Regions from separate parts of the Zea mays genome. Here regions 1, 3 and 4 are each linked to region 2. A link is a contact called in public Hi-C data. All regions are on one chromosome and are shown on one strand. The core of a region is the stretch at or near the end of the contact, and the rest is flanking DNA. Distances in the headings are between cores, read along the strand shown. Region 1 holds the start of LOC103654801 (cytokinin dehydrogenase 7). Region 2 holds the start of LOC103654795 (probable serine/threonine-protein kinase SIS8). Region 3 holds the start of LOC100273352. Region 4 holds the start of LOC100284862 (elongation factor 1-gamma 2).

Evidence for each region. Hi-C and Micro-C count contacts between places; a contact is called where the count stands out from the background.
Region 1: a Hi-C map of bundle sheath shows a contact between it and region 2, with 3 times the contacts expected there. The contact joins the promoter of LOC103654801 here to the promoter of LOC103654795 in region 2. A contact is called at or near these places in 7 of 25 Hi-C or Micro-C datasets (bundle sheath, ear, endosperm and 3 more).
Region 3: a contact with region 2 is called in a Hi-C map of ear, with 1.7 times the contacts expected there. The contact joins the promoter of LOC100273352 here to the promoter of LOC103654795 in region 2. A contact is called at or near these places in 3 of 25 Hi-C or Micro-C datasets (bundle sheath, ear and leaf).
Region 4: a Hi-C map of tassel shows a contact between it and region 2, with 2.3 times the contacts expected there. The contact joins the promoter of LOC100284862 here to the promoter of LOC103654795 in region 2. A contact is called at or near these places in 4 of 25 Hi-C or Micro-C datasets (bundle sheath, ear, leaf and 1 more).

Annotation. Positions count from the first base shown.
Region 1 is chr4:238,622,983-238,625,790 of Zm-B73-REFERENCE-NAM-5.0, forward strand. LOC103654801 (cytokinin dehydrogenase 7) reads left to right here and starts at 1,444. Exons shown (of 3, transcript XM_008681615.3): 1 at 1,444-2,139; 2 at 2,240-2,646; 3 at 2,745-2,808. The coding sequence starts at 1,542.
Region 2 is chr4:238,385,334-238,388,033 of Zm-B73-REFERENCE-NAM-5.0, forward strand. LOC103654795 (probable serine/threonine-protein kinase SIS8) reads left to right here and starts at 1,405. Exons shown (of 12, transcript XM_008681611.3): 1 at 1,405-2,552. The coding sequence starts at 1,683.
Region 3 is chr4:238,158,203-238,160,902 of Zm-B73-REFERENCE-NAM-5.0, forward strand. LOC100273352 reads right to left here and starts at 1,387. Exons shown (of 1, transcript NM_001159432.1): 1 at 403-1,387. The coding sequence starts at 1,382. The coding sequence ends at 777.
Region 4 is chr4:238,523,409-238,526,108 of Zm-B73-REFERENCE-NAM-5.0, forward strand. It overlaps LOC100284862 (elongation factor 1-gamma 2), which reads right to left and starts at 1,348. Exons shown (of 8, transcript NM_001157757.2): 1 at 1,272-1,348; 2 at 1,128-1,172. The coding sequence starts at 1,136.

The DNA of each region.
Region 1 (2,808 bases), core at 194-2,693, 240 kb after region 2:
TTCTTGCATCCGGTTGTTCTTTTTATTTGTTTAAAAAAAATCCATAGTCCTGCCGTCTTGAAGGATATGTTTTTCTTTACCCATGCACGGCGGAGTTTAAATTTGCGCTGACTCGACTGCTCGTGAACAGAGACAAGTATGATATCGTTGAGTTCCAAATTTAAAAAAATCAATAAAAAAAATTTAAAACAGAATGTTGACGAGGGAAAAAAATATGAAGGTGCTTGCACACCTGTCACTCCATGCCGGACATCAACAGATTAATTGTTCAAGTGGTGGGAGTCAGCTGCTTCCAGTTTACCTGCCTGCGCCAGCGGTTGGTAGACAGGATTGTTGCCACGTGGACGAAATCTCCTGCCGCCAGCTGGTTGATCACGGCAGGCAGTCACATGCTTCTTGCCAAGATTACCGCGAGGGTGTAATCGTCTGGGTTATATTAAGGCACCGTTTGCTTCCATTAAACTTTAGTCCCTACCTTATTTGGTTATAGTGATTAAACAGATTCTAACTACATTAAATACAACACATAAAGATCAAAATAATTTTTTTTGTTTCACACCAGTTTTCTAAGCAATAGCAATTGGAGTAAATGTTACCCTTTAATTCCTTTAGCACTCATGTGAGGGACTAAAGACTAAAGTCAATTATTCCCTATTTTAGTCCTTCTGTTTGGCAAAATAGAGACTAAACGGGACTAAAAGCCAGAAACTAAAGATTAGTCTCTCTAACCATGACCGATTCAGGCTAGAACTACAGTCTATAACTACTTTTTACATAGATTAATTTATTCCTTTGCTATATACTAGTCTGTAAAAAAATTAAGATATATGTAAAAACAAACTGTAGCTACGCATGTTTTAGTTTAACATAGTTGATAGTTGTACTCCTTCCGTTTCTTTTTAGTTGTCGCTGGATAGTTCAATTTTGTACTATCCAGCGACAACTAAAACGAAACGGATGGAGTAATTTATTGAAGTCTACTCAAACAAAAAAAATTGCTATATGATAGTTGTAAGAGAAAAGCTTTACCTTTTATTTGAGTAGGAAAGAGAACTAACAGGCAGCTTATATTTTGGCCACTGTACCGGCCCGCCCCAGCTATTTTTAAGCCAGCAAAGGCACGAAAAAAAAAATTCTCGGAATCTCTCTGACCTTACACGATCCATTTAAAAAACAACGACATTGCTCTGGCCAATGATCATTTCATACTCTCAGCAAGTCAACATCTCCAAACCAGAAGATGGGACCCATCAACATAAGTTCACCACCAGTGTGGCTTCACAGGTACATTGCTCTTTGTTTTTAGCAAAGTCAATCAGCTTCAGAATATTCAGAACAAATTTCAGTAATCCGAAAGGCTGTTGTGCTTCCATTTGTCAACGTTTGCGAGGCCAGATGGTACCCCCGCCTATAAATACCATGGAAGTTCTTGGCCTCTAAGACACACAAGCGATCTCTACTCCTATAGTTTCTATAACCCCCACAAAAGCGTCCAGGTCCCACAGTCACCTCCGATTGCATTGTGTTGCCGCAAGACAAGCATGGCAAGGACTCGTTTCGTGGCCGTCGCCGCCCTCCTCACAAGCTTCCTCTCCGTCGCTGTTGGGCAGCCCCGGCCACTGCCCGCCGCCGTCCTCCCGAGCGATCTTTTCGGGCTGGGCATCGCGTCGAGGATCCGCACGGACCGCAACTCGACGGCTAAGGCGGCGACGGACTTCGGCCAGATGGCGAGGGCAGCGCCGGAGGCCGTGTTCCACCCCGCCACGCCGGCCGACATCGCCGCGCTCGTCCGGTTCTCCGCCTCGTCGGTCGCTCCGTTCCCTGTGGCGCCGCGCGGGCAGGGCCACTCCTGGCGCGGCCAGGCGCTCGCCCCGGGCGGCGTCGTCGTGGACATGGGCTCGCTGGGGCGCGGCCCCCGCATCAACGTGTCCGTCGCGGAGCCGTTCGTCGACGTCGGCGGGGAGCAGCTGTGGGTCGACGTCCTCCGCGCCACGCTGCGACACGGCCTGGCGCCCCGCGTGTGGACCGACTACCTCCGGCTCACCGTCGGCGGCACGCTCTCCAACGCTGGCATCGGCGGGCAGGCGTTCCGGCACGGCCCGCAGATCGCCAACGTGCATGAACTCGACGTCGTCACAGGTATTGATTGATCGATGGTTACACTCCCAGTGACAATTACATATGCAGCTAATCACACACGAATGCTAATAATAGTTTATACATGTCATGAACAATGCAGGCACAGGTGAGATGGTGACATGCTCCATGGACGTGAACTCGGACCTGTTCATGGCGGCTCTAGGTGGGTTAGGCCAGTTCGGGGTCATAACCAGGGCACGGATCCGGCTTGAGCCGGCGCCCAGGAGGGTGCGCTGGGTTCCACTTGCCTACACCGACGTCGCTACTTTCACCAAGGATCAGGAGTTTCTCATATCGAACCGGGCTAGCCAAGTCGGGTTCGACTACGTCGAAGGCCAGGTCCAGCTCAGCCGGTCCTTGGTCGAAGGTCCCAAATCAACACCCTTCTTCTCCGGCGCCGATCTTGCTAGGCTTGCTGGACTCGCGTCGAGGACCGGACCTACTGCGATATACTACATCGAAGGCGCCATGTACTACACCGAGGACACCGCGATATCTGTGGATAAGGTACAGATCAGCTTGAACACAAAAAAAAAAACCTCGAACTTTATTGTTGCTTTGGACGAAAGGAAACTCATTTGTTGTTGATGTATGAATCGTTGCAGAAAATGAAGGCACTCCTGGATCAGCTGAGCTTCGAGCCAGGGTTTGCGTTCACCAAGGACGTGA
Region 2 (2,700 bases), core at 155-2,654:
GAATGTGCAGTAAGAAATTTATTTTATATCATCACAAGGCGATTAGAAGAGCGTGTGCTGTTTGATCCTCACAAAACTGGATATGGGATTCTGAGGTTGGGTGGCACCATGTCACTATGGTATGTGGTGTATACGAACCACAATCAGGCATTCATCGAATTCGCGAGTACTACCAGCTTTCCCTCCTGCTTATGTTAGCAAGCCTGACTCGTATTGGCCAGCCACTTGTCTGTCTGGTGGACACGGAGATGTCAGAACCAGAGTATCAGACTATGTAGATCGGACTTCCGGATCATTAGTACTGAATTGTGGCAAAGTGGTTGTAATATACAGTACATTAGTTATCCAGTTAGTTTTGGGGGAGAAGCTATGTTCTCTGGCTCATGTTGTTGTTACTTAAATCAGCCAGTTGGATGTGCCAGTTGCATAGGATGTTTGTCATTGGAATTTGGAACTGACCAATTCGATTTGACTGCGATTAGTAATGGTTGTACCCCCCTCTCTCTGTTTCTTGTTGCCTAGGTTCTATGATATGTGGTGAAAAATAACAATCTTAACCCCATTATGAAGTCTTGGCACAAGAAAAAACCCCATGATTATATTATCATGGACTTCATTTTTGGTAAATAGAAGTGAGACCACTGAAATATCTATGGAAATTTGTCTTGGAGGGGGGGATGATTTATCGTCTGGTGAAACAGTTGTGATATGTGACTGCATGTTCTTTTTAATTCCTTTTATTGTTTTGCAGGGCGACCAAAATCAAGCTATTGCCATGATATCATATTACGCCTCGTCAACAGAGCCAGCACAGGTAAGAGGGAAAAATGTATACCTTCAGTACTCAAATAGACAGGAGATTGTCAACAACAAGGCAACTGGGGAAGGTTCAGGCAACGTTTTGCTTGTGGGAATGGAGGGTGTTGCACCAGATTCTGTCAGCATTGATGTTCTACACGTGGTAAGGATGTTAACAGTTGCATCGAGATTTATGTTATTTAGGCCAACTGATTTTATCTGCAGGAATACTTTGATGTGGCAGGACTGTCTTTTAGTGATGCTAACAAAAGTATAGAATAATAATTAGTATTTTTGCATATCAATGTATCTTATCATATTGATTCCATAGCAAAAGACGAATATACACCTATATCTTTTAAGGTATGTAAACATCTACTTTTAGTGATACTAACAAAAATATAGAATAATAATTAGTGTTTTTGTATATTAATGTATGGGTAGGATCACAAATAAATTATGAAATCTTTTCCTATAATATTATAGCACATTTATACATGAGTTATCATGGTATTTTATCTTCCCGTTGCAATGCACGGGCATCCACCTAGTAATAGAATAAACAATAAACGCAATGAGAGAGCAAGGTATTGGTGCTCCCTGTCGGCTGTCTTCGCCGCTGCGTGTACCTTCCTCTTCCAGCCGCGTCGAACCCGAGCGCGAAGCATCCACGACGACGCCCCCAACAGAATACAAAAATAATAATAAAAAAACCCACAGGTCACGAATGGATAGGTAGATCGCTCGAAGCGATTGAAAAATCTGCCTCCGACAATTCCTAGCGCGATTCAGCAGCTGCCTCGGATCGGATCGGATCGGATTGGACCGGCGCCGGAAGAGGAGAGGAGGCGTGGGGGGGTTCGGGGCCTGCCTCGCTGCCGCCCATGTCCCGCATGAAACACCTGCTACGCAAGCTCCACCTCGCCGGGGGCCCCGCCGGGGCCGGGGCCGGGGGCGCGGCGCCCGACCACCACCGCTCGAGGCACCGCCGCTCGGGGCATCCGACGCCGCCGCCGCCGGGGGCGGCGGTAGCGGCCCCCGAGCCGCCGCAACCGGCGGTTACTCCTGCCGCGGCTGTGTCGATCGCCCCCGCGGTGGAGGAGCCTAGAGGCCTCGAGGCGGAGGCGGCCACGACGCGGCTGGAAGAGGACTACCAGGTGCGCCTCGCGCTCGCCATCTCCGCGTCCGACCACGCGGGGCTCGTCGACGCGGACTCCGTCCAGATCCGCGCGGCAGAGCTCATCAGCCTCGGGGCCGGCGCGGGGTCCGGACACGACCGGAGCCCCGCGGAGGCCCTCTCCGCGAGGTACTGGAACCACAGCGTAGTCAACTACGACGAGCAGCTCCCCGATGGCTTCTACGACGTCTGTGGCGCGCAGCTGCATCCCGGATTCCAGGCCAAATTCCCCTCGCTCGAATACCTCAGGGCTGTCCCGCTTGGGCGTGATGCCCCGTTCCTGGCCATTTTGGTGGATCGGGAGCACGACCCTGCCCTAAAACGACTGGAAGATAGGGCTGCACAGATTGCTGCGCAGACTAGGGCAGGACATGGTGGTGCTGCTTCAGCTGAGCTTGCGCAGAAGATTGTGGGTCTCATTGTTAATGCGATGGGCGGTCTGGTTGAGGATGCTGATGGTATGAACAGGGAGTGGAGCATCAAGAGCCACGAGCTCTCTCTCCAGCTAAACAGTGTCGTTCTTCCACTTGGCTCGCTTCGGGTTGGGCTGTCGCGGCACAGATCACTGCTATTTAAGGTTAGTGACTTAACATCCTGCATCATGTCTATGGTTAATCTGATAGTTATCTTATGATATTAGATAGCAAAAGAGTATATGGAAGGATGCTAATAGTTCCCATCTTGTCATATGATTATATCTGGATCGTTAACTTATGACACGTTTG
Region 3 (2,700 bases), core at 137-2,636, 230 kb before region 2:
TGAACGAGAAGGAACCAAGATTACAGGCTAGAAATCTGCTGGCTGATGAAAATTCTGAATCCTACTGTGACACCCCCGTTCCATTTGCGGTATATATGTGCTGCCACAAATTCAGACCTTCTTCCTGACACGTATGATGCTGCGTCACTGTTTAGTATGGCAGCAAAACAAACTAGGGGTTGATTTGATGATCATGAATCCTAATCCTCTTGCTATTTAAATTTGAATAGTAAGGGTATTCCTCCCCCACATGTCTCTGATCACCAAATCAGTCTAGAGCACTAGACGATGGAGGAGCAGGTCAGGATTTGATCACTTCACCGGCTTCTGAGATACAGTTACAATAGTGAATCCGAAGCCGGCCTTTTCAAAGAGGCCATCAACAGCAGTCTTGCCTGTAGTAGTAGTAATAATTTACAGAAATCTTATTCTATACACACATATATACATACGCAGCACCTATATTTACATAGACCAGAGTCCAGATATCTGTTCTGTAAAGAGGAGTAGGACACCCACAGCATGAACTTCCTCCTTCCCTCACAAGACACGAGATCACTCACCAAGAGAAGAAGCTCCACAGCTCATGCTAGTATGCTACTACATACAACCAAATCCATCTCCTAAAGATTAAAAAAACTCCTAACTCCAAGAACAAGTAACAGGAGGTACTGGTGCGGCGGTGGGCATGCAGTGCACCAGCTCATATGGTAGACCGTACCGTAGTAGTACCACTCCGATAGGCCGGTGGGCACGGCGATGGAGCTGGCGATCGATCACCACCAGCCGTAGGCCGCGCCGGAGCACTTGCCCTTGATCCAGCTGACGCCGCGGCGCACCGACTCCCGGACCTTCCCTTCCACGCCGTACGTCTTGTACACGACCAGCCGCCGCCGCTGCACCTCGGCGTCGTCCGCCCCCGCCCGCAGCTTCCTCCTGGGCGCCGGGACCGCGCCGGCGGTGTCGTCCATCGCGGCGAAGGACGGGGCGTACCCCCTCAGGTTGACGGAGCGGCGGTTGGCGGAGGTCCAGTTGGTGACGCTGCCGGAGCGCTTCAGCTGCCCGCCGGTATCGGCCAGGGTGGGCCCGTAGGAGGCCGCGTAGGAGGCGCTGTAGGAGCGCAGGTTCAGCCCCGGGGCGGCCCGGCCACCGGCGGCGGCGGTGGGGCCGCTCTTGGTGCTCCCGGCCCGCTGCACGGGCGGCGGCGCCGGCGGCGTGCTCCACGAGCTCACGCTCCTGGCGCGCTGCACCGTGGACGGCGCCGCTGTCGTCGGTCGCTCGTAGGAGGCGCTGTAGCTCCGGAGGTTCATCGCCCCCGCCCCCGCCCCGGCGCCGTACTGGCTGCCCCTCTCCGCGCACGACAACGACCTCTCCATTGCCATCCCACTCTTTCTCTCTCTGCGACAACGGACAAGCAAGCAGCGCGAGGAGAGGAGGGGCGGGAGGCCGCCTCTTTATGATGGCCGGGTAGCCAGGTGGCCCGGGAGGCGTAGAGCAGCCCGTGAGAGGCTGGCTTTCTGAGCCGTCGGATGCAAGAACCTGCGTGCTATCGACGGTTATTAGTATCCGTCCTGCAAGCTGTCGGATAGGAGAATTGGCAGCTGAGATGGGTGGGGGACGGTGCTGCTCAATTCTTCGTCGTGGCGATTTATGTGACATTTAAAGGCTGTCGATTCGGGATTTTTGTTCGGCTTCATTGCCAGCTGCCCTAGACCCCTAGCGCATCGTCGAGCAAGAAGCTAGAATAGTAACTGCACCTTATCCTTTTGCTCCCTGCACATCCAAATTATAACAAAATTCTTATGAACCGATAAGGGCTTGATCATAATATCTACAATCTGAACCTTATGAAACGACCCGCACACCAAGTTATTGAGTGGAGACATGATCGGATGATCATATACAAAGTAATAATCGACATCCACGTGTTTAGAGAACCGATAAAATATGAGGTTGGCACAAAAATAGGTGACTGATGTTATTGTCACACCCGTATTTAAAGCGAAATCCAGATACATCTCATATGTGCGTTATAATCAAGTCCACACATATAATGACTCGGTGTATAGAGACGAATATCATAATCTTTATTACATTACAAGAATGTATTACAAAATAGCTAATGATAAATTAAATTGAACTAAGATAACTATCTCGACGACGCCATAGTTGACTAGGAGACGACGCCTAGATATTATAGGTCAATTGCTAACTTTGAGCTACATATTAGGCACTAAAAATGGATGACTTTGACTCTTTAGGACATGAAATATTATTAAGATGCATAATCAACTAAACAACTTGAGACGAGGGGTAACTAACATAAGCATGTTATTGGGTGCGACTGGTAGATCAACCAATTAGGGTTTGTTTGAGGGTGGCACCATCATATTGTTTGAGAGAGTACATGCCTCCATCATAATGCCCCTCAAGAAGACTTATCCATGTTAATGAATCCTTTTATAGAAAAAGACATAGATAAAATTCAAAATAAACATTGATATCACCTGAGAAATTGTGGACAGAGATGTGTTTGGCAATGTCGAGTGTCGGTGCTTTGGGTCCGACCGCACACCCGGGGTTGCCCCTCAAGGTGTTTTTAGGAGTAGGACGGTGTCGCCGACTGTAGCTAAATGGTTCGTGCCGGATGCACGAGGAACAATGGACAATGTTTACAGGTTTGGACCGCTTGGAGATGCG
Region 4 (2,700 bases), core at 98-2,597, 140 kb after region 2:
AATCAAAAAAAACAATATGCTATAAATAATAATGATGCTTATACTGATGCCTATCTCTAGTACAAAAGTTAGGAAAATCTAATATCAAATGGGTGTCAAAAGGTGAATATGCCTTTTCTGCTCAGAAGAACCAGAACTCAACTGTATTCTGCTTAGCATCAGCAAGGATTACATTGTGACTTGGTGCTTATCAGCTCACTTGAATGAGCTTGTTTTATTGGAAACACCAAACATATTAACACAAAATTATAAACCTGGAGCAAGGTTATATTGGCAATGACTTGACGCTCGTTAACTTACAACATATCAAACTATTACTCCCTCCGTCCTAGAATATAAGGTATAACCACCTTTTGTTCTTGTCCCACAATATAAGGTGTGCTCTCTCTATGCACACGTACATCGATACAGTTGTATAGAGAGAATTAAATGCATTTTTTGGTCTTTGAACCAGTGGTAGTTACGTCTTATATAATGGGACGGATGGAGTAATACACCAAACATGTTAAAAGAAAACTACTACCCAAATCAGCATCATAGACTAGCTAATGTTAAAAGCATGGAATACATAAAAGAGTGACAAGGACCCACTTCATGTTTAAATAAAACCACTATGAAAATCACCTGTGAAACAGGGGGCGTCTGCTACCTCACAACTTCATTTTAAGTATACCAACTGATGATGGGATTAAGTGGGAGGCGTTACCATTTTCCTAACTTCAGTACGGATCTAAATGAATTCAATCTCTAAAAAGACAAAATTGAGCACACCCTTCCTCTGTGAGAAGGCAAAGATGTAGTATCCAACAAGCACTTAAGGCAACAAGATAAGGATAATCTACTATACCCATCCATGGAAGCAATAATTTAGCGATCAAATCTTAAGTTATTGTGAGAGAGACCATAAATCCGGGAAGTAGGGTCTACAGAAAGAATCCATAGAAACACATGAATGGAAATCAATTTACCAGAAAATAACATGCCACACCACAAGTCGAAATTACAATGAAAAAAATCTTGCTAATGCAAGCAACTTAAACGCCCCCCCCCCCCCCCCCCCCCCAAAGCATATCGAAAATATAAGAGCAGGAGGCTACTTAAACAACTAGTAGTTGACAAACACTTACAAGCACCATCTCGATGAAAAAGCTTAGCTTCGCTCGATCTCAGATCTGCACACCAGCAACCAAAAAATCAGTGACATCAAACACGAACAGGCGAACGACAGAAATCAAGACACGAATTCTCTCGCTAAAAGACGTGGATTTTACCGGCAGCGCGAGATCGGGCGAGCAGCGAAACAGGTGAGAGCAGAAGCAGAGTAGCAAAAACAACCCTAACGGAGCCATCTACTTATGGTGGCGGAGCTCCCAGTACCTGTGATCTGGTGCCTAGGGTTGCGCGCACGCGATCTCAGCCGTTGGATGTTCTAGCGAAGAAACTGATTGAATAGTTCACATTAGCCCGAGCATCAGTGTGGACTGTGGAGCAGCCCAACTTTCAATCAAGAATGGGCCTACTAAAGTATCTCTTGACAAGGGCCGATCACCATCCCGCCACGTGGACTGGGTTGGACCTTGCCATGTGTCTTTTTTTATTGGTCCCATAGAGTAGTCTTATGGCATGTACAACCCACGTAATGCCTTTTTGTTATCCCATTACTTCTTGTTAAAAGCAGCTAGGAATTGGAGGCATGTCCGCGCTTCACGGGTGTCGCTGCTATTGGCTTGCTGACATGTGGTTGTGGACACGAGTTTTTCTTCGATCCAACGGAAACGAAAGGAGCCATCCGCGTCGATCTCCGCCCCGACCCCTCCCTCTCCGACCCATCAGGGCAGCTGGCGCCTCTAGGGTATCTCAGCGACTCAGCTCCTCCTCCCGCGCGCTGCCAGCCGCCACCTCGGCCTCGACGCCGTAAGGTTCCCCGCCACCCATGCCCCTTGTTGACCTCGTACCACGGCGTCCCACTTTGTGCGCTCCTCCACGCGTTGCCCATCGCCTTTCAGCTCCTCTACCATCCCACTCCCCTGCCCTCGCCGCTTGGGAGCCACACCGATGCGCGCGGCGGCACACTGCGCCGAGGAGGAGCTATGTTGCCCTCCGCTCTCCTCCAATGTACCGCCCCTACGCCGAAGTCGGAAGAGACGTCGGAGCCATCGTCCCTGCGCCACGCAATGTTTGGGATGGCCTCCTACCGGTGCACGCTGCTGCTCGAGCTCCCCCTACCCCGCCTCTTGCTGTGCGCCCCCGTGTGCGCCTTCCTCGACGTGCTATGACCTCTCGTCGGGCCTCGCTCTCTGCGTCTCCGCCGATGCATCTCACTTCCCCCACTAAAGATAGTGGAGATGTTCAGGTGGACCTCCTCGCCCTCCCGTTGATCCCTGATGTGAATTAGGAATGATGATACTCTTAATTGTAAGGCTATTGGAGAGGTCAAATTATCTTCTAAAGTGTATTTATAATAATTTCTACATGTCATTGTTTAATGACCTGGTTTCCCCCTACATGTTAGCACGGTGAAGATAATCTCTTGAATAGATAATATGGTAGATCAAAACAATTGATAGGTAGAATCTTTCTCATGACCTCTATGTCTGGATTATTCTCGAGTGGACCCAATATAATTTGCCACTCTGTTCCACTGATCCAATGTCAGATCTTTACTAGCTAACAAGCTTGATCCAGTTTGTATCATTAAAT